Linked DNA regions of Hordeum vulgare: region 2 is linked to region 1. A link is a contact called in public Hi-C data. All regions are on one chromosome and are shown on one strand. Each heading gives the region's core, a stretch centred on a gene start, on an enhancer-like site or on the middle of the called end of the contact. The rest is flanking DNA. Distances are from core to core; before and after follow the strand shown. Region 1 holds the start of LOC123409306 (zinc finger protein CONSTANS-LIKE 16-like). Region 2 holds the start of LOC123407404 (ubiquitin receptor RAD23d-like).

The links. Hi-C and Micro-C count contacts between places; a contact is called where the count stands out from the background.
Region 2: a contact with region 1 is called in a Hi-C map of seedling, with 4 times the contacts expected there. The contact joins the promoter of LOC123407404 here to the promoter of LOC123409306 in region 1. A contact is called at or near these places in 1 of 6 Hi-C or Micro-C datasets (seedling) and 1 of 1 datasets of contacts at active chromatin or transcription factors (embryo).

The regions. Positions count from the first base shown.
Region 1 is chr7H:114,375,033-114,377,615 of MorexV3_pseudomolecules_assembly, reverse strand. LOC123409306 (zinc finger protein CONSTANS-LIKE 16-like) reads right to left here and starts at 1,304. Exons shown (of 1, transcript XM_045102243.1): 1 at 1-1,304. The coding sequence starts at 1,175.
Region 2 is chr7H:114,814,800-114,817,382 of MorexV3_pseudomolecules_assembly, reverse strand. It overlaps LOC123407404 (ubiquitin receptor RAD23d-like), which reads right to left and starts at 1,294. Exons shown (of 13, transcript XM_045100525.1): 1 at 1,106-1,294; 2 at 488-649. The coding sequence starts at 1,171.

The sequences.
Region 1 (2,583 bases), core at 55-2,554:
ATCTTCTTTGAGAAGAGCCGCGTCCGCCGCTTCTCCCGGTACCGCGACACCCGCGCCTCCCTGCCGCCGTCCATCCTCGGCCTCGGCGTCCCCAGCCCCTCCCCGCCATGGCCAACCACTCCTCCCATCATCCAAGCGCCCTCGTGCAGCGAGTAGTAGTCGTGCGGCCAGCAGTCATCGAGCTTCACGTTCGGCCTCTCGTCGTCGGCCCACGGCGAGCTCCCCCAGTTCTCCATGATGGCGTCGTAGTTTAGATTGAGCGCGAGGCTCCTCGGGGTGAACTGGGCGTCCGCACTGGCACCGCTGCTTCCCGCGTTCTCGTCCGGCGTCCCCTGAGGCGAGTCGTAGTGGTAGTCGAAGTCGATGTCGAACATATCGCCGGACACCTCCGGCTTCTGCTCGAGGCCGCACGCTCGCATGGGGTCGATCTCCAGCTTGACTCGCCCGCCCTCTACGTCCATCGGCTCGATGAGGCCCAATGCCTCCATGCAGAACGGTTCTTCCTCGTTGCCGTCGTCCATGCCAGGCCGGCCAAGAAGGGCCTCCATGTCCGCGGCGAACTCCATGAGCTCGGCGTCCGTGGGGCCCAAGTTTACGAGGCTGTCGGGGAAGAACTCAACCGCCGCCGGAGACGGCATCGCGGTTGTTGGCTTCGTCGGGTTCTCGAGGACGACACCATCCTCATTGCAGCATGACGCAACGGCCGCCGTCGCTTCCTCGAGAGACAGCGGCGAGCAGAGCTCCGCGAGGGCTGGATCGAAGATGGGCACGCGGTACAGAAGCTCCTCCTCGTCGGTCTCCACGTCACACTTGTGCTCTTCCGGCGATTCCCCGCCGGACGACTCCGGCACGACGAGCCGCCTCGAGAGAAGACGTCCGACGCCCTTGGCCTGAGAGCGCGGGGTCCGCGCCTTGCGCTTGAACCACGCCGGCACGACCTCGTCGCCGCGGCGCCTCTCCCGCGGGGCCAGCGGCGACGTAGGCCGCAGGCGCACCCGCTCATGCCTCCGCGCGAGAGGGTTCGCGGAGTGCACCGAGGTGTCGCACCCCTGGCACAGGAACGCGTCGTCCGCGGCGCAGTACCACCTCGCCCGCCGCCGCAGGCAGCCGTCGCACGCCCGCGCCGCCTTGCTCCCCATGGCGCCGTCCGCCGCGGCCTTCCCCGAGCAGCTCATCAAATGAAAACCAAAGCCGCGCTAGCGCACCAAACCAGCCAGCTACTCCGTTTCACCGCCGCGTCGCGCACTGGCTGCTTGCAGTCGTACTGTGTAGGTGCCAAATTAAATTTGCGGCGAAAATATCGCGGGTCTAGGTTTATAGCAGAAGGGGCGTAGCCGAGTAGGTGGCCCCCGGCTTGTACGTACGCTTTTCTTGTGGGACCGCGTCGTGTGTACTTTGCACTTTTGGTGCGTTTATCGGGCGAACCCGCGGGCCTTATCTGCGTTCTCATTGGCTGGTGGGGAGTATGCATCCAGCGAGAAGGCCTGTGATTGGCTCATGCTGGATTTCTGGTAGGCCCATTCCGTTTCCCAGAGGCTCTCGCGGTTGCTATGGTTTTGCTACGTCGCTGGCAGTGGGACCCGCTATGACCGAGAACGGAAAAGGTCATTCTCAGACTGACTGGCTTCTCTTGCATTCTTCCATACAAAAAGTTCTCTTCCATTAAAATTCACTGCCAACCTAAGGGGAAAATAAAAGTGTTCAGAAATTGACTCAGCAAGTCAAGTCAAACTAATAGTGGATCCCACCAGATAGAATGTGGCAAAACTCCAGAAGGGGTTAAAAAAAGTGGTACAAACTCGCGAAGTCAGTATTTTAGAAGGATTTCTATTAAATAAGGTAACCGTACTCCCTCCATTCCTTTATTTAATGTTACAAATTTAGATTACATGTATCAAGATAAAATTTAATGACTACTTTGTAAATCAGTTTTTCTTTTCGTCAACCAGAATCATTATTATGTTGCATGCATGCAAGGGAGAATTGAGAAAAAAATAACCAGTACGAGCAAATATCATTAATTTTATCACGAATACTGTTGGTGACCTTATATAGATGGGAAATATGTTTTTCATACTGTCCTTATATAAGGGAATAGAATGAGTTTCATAAACTAATATTTAGAGGTTACTACTACCGTTGGTTTAATTAATTAGTGTTTGGATCTACACCAAAGTGCAAATGGGCGCAAACATTAATATTTTTTCCAATTTCTAAAAATCAGCACAAAGATTGCAACATGCATCTTAGCCATCTCTACTTAGATCAATCGTGAATGATTGAAACACTTTCCCCTTTCTAGCTATGACCTGAATTATCAATCCAAAGACTATGCATTGCTGGTCCTAATATATGTGGTCCCCATCAGTGGCGAGTCTAGCATGGGACTGAAGGGTAGGCTCAAAACATCACTTTTCAACCCTAATTAGTAAATGCATTGTAATTAACATGTTGAGCACCTTCGTATAATTATTAAATAGTATATTTAGCTGAAATAGGAATTCTAGAGGGTAAGTTTCAGCCTATTGAAACCCCCCTAGTGGAATCGCCACTGGTCCCCGTAGGAAGAAGGGTGCCTCTAGC
Region 2 (2,583 bases), core at 45-2,544, 440 kb before region 1:
CTGAGAGCATACAAATGTTGAATCAGCATGAATGATATCACCAAGACCAATATTTATTGATTCATCCAATTAGAAGGCTAAAAAACTAGAAACACATCATAATACAATGGCTGAATTAAACATGCAAGGGAAATTCAGAATGTGTAACAGAGTGCATAATTGCATGCCTATGATTATAGCACCACCTTTTAATGATTTGAGAAGTGCCAAACAAAAGAACATTAGAAGTGCTTTTGTGCTTGACAAAAGAACATTGGAAGTGCAGAATGGAGACATTACTAAGAACATACAAAATGTACTCATCAATGACCTATGCATCCATGGCATTCAGGCATTGTGACTAAAATAGGCTACAATGTCAAGCTTAGTAACATACAAAAACGGTCCAATTTCCATTCAAACCACTCAAGGGTCTGGCAAAAATTCTTTGAGAGTTGGAGAACTGAGCATTCAAATTCAAACTAACGGGACAGGGAGCATCAAATACCTTAGACAGCATTATAACAAGGAAACTGTTCTCTGCAACCTTGTTAGCATCCAGAGTGGTATCATCCTTGAGAATTTTTCCTTGATATATGATCATCAGCTGATCCGCAGGGTACACATTCTGCCCCTGAGCACTCTCGATGATTCTCTTGACCTCACCCACCTGTGAAACGGAGCAAACCCTCGACAGGTTAGTACTAGTGAAGCAAAACATCAAGCATTGCAGGCCCAAACAATTTGGCTACAGCAGATAACAGAATTCCCAAAAAAATCCCGCACATATCGACTACTGCTGCTAACGAGCAGTATTCAACCGTTCAATTCAGAGCACCCAGTCGATGTAAAATTACAGGCATCGGCGCCCCAACAACCCCAATACCCAAGTCGGGCCCGATCCGCACCACGACATCCACCTGCCCCCATACACCAGCAGAGCCGAGCAGCGACTAAACCCTAGATTCAGATTTTCAGAAACGCGACATCGCCGCACGAGCGCCTAATCACGGTGCGAGGCCGCGCCCTAATCGCGCCGAGACGCACCGAATCAAGCCAATTGCCAGGGAATTGCGCCGAATCGCGCGCGATTGGAGAGGGGAAAGAGAGGGGAGAGGGATCGTACCGAGGACTCGGGGGTCGCCTCGATCTCGAAGCTTGTGCCCTTGAGGGTCTTCACGTTGAGCTTCATCTCGGCTTCCCTTCCAACCCACTCACTCGACTCTCGCGGTTATCCCTATCTGCGACTCTCGCTTCGCCTCGAGGGTTTTCGCCTTGACTTCGGACTCGCGAGGGAGGGGAGGACGACGGAGGCGCACGGGGGAAGTGAGTTTATAGGGGGAGGAAAAAAATCTGGAGCCGTAACCAAAAAGATATCCGATCAGATGGATGATGGAGGATGCGGTGTCCGGCTGCTGTCCCTGACGCGTGGGGCCTGGGCCAGGTTGCCAGTGGGAGGGCCACGGGTGTCTAATCGGTAGACCGACAGCGGGGTGCGAGGCGGTGGGCAGTTCGGCTGCTCCGCCGCGGCGTGTGGGCGGATCTGCGTGCGGAAGGGGTGGCGGATTACACGCGCCTGGGGTGCGGAAGAGCGGTTTGGTGTGGATTGAGCGGTGACGTGAGGGGGGTGCACTCGTGTGTTGGTAGGCGTACCGGATCCAGGAAGATACTTCCTTCGCGGGGAGGGAGATGGGCGGATGTGGAGTGCGAAAAGGTGGTTGTTGTGTTGGGTTGGAGAACAAGAAAAAGAAAGAAAATGAAAAAGCTATCTCGCGGACATCGGGTATTTGAGGATTCCAGCGAACGCGGGTTGCCGTGGGATGTGGCGCACGAATCTTGAAGCAGGTGTTGTTGCCACGTCGGATTTAAATGAGTGTTCGCTGAAACTGGCATTTGTGCGAACGGGGGACAACCTCTATCTCGGCTGACCTATTTCCCCTCTCCCACACGCCCCACTCCTCTCTCTCTCTCTCTCTCTCTTGCCTCCTCCTCGTCGGCGGGTGGTTCTCGAGGCCAGCCATAAATCGACAAAGGAACATAAGTTGTTAGAGCATATATCTTCATATGTAGTTTTGGTAATTGATGACAATTCCTATGGACTAATGGTTGCCTTAAGTTACATTTATAGGATTTGTCCATAGGCATTTTTTAAAGTTCATCTGTTGGGTTCAAGGAGTTTATATGATGACCAAGATGGTATTCAAGTTTATATAGGAATTATAGGATGCCCGGCTGGAGCGGATCGGACGGGTGCGCGTGCGTAGATCGGGACAACAGCGCGTACATCGGACGGACCTCCGGGTGGCGGATGTTTACTAAACATCCGCAGGTAGATGCGTAGCACCCCCTTTGACAACGTACAAGAGACAAACTCTATTTAGCCGATCTATCTTTTATTTTCTAGGTGCGACTATCTCTTTCCTTTAATTAGTTTAACCTGCCCACATGCACGTAAAATTCGTTGATGTCCTTTTTTTAGTGGGCTGCTACGCATCCGCCACCTGGAGGTCCGTCCGATGTACGTGCAGTCGTCCCAATCTACGCGCGTGCAGCCGTCCGATCCGCTTCAGTCGGGCACCATATAATTCCTGAAACGACGGTCGA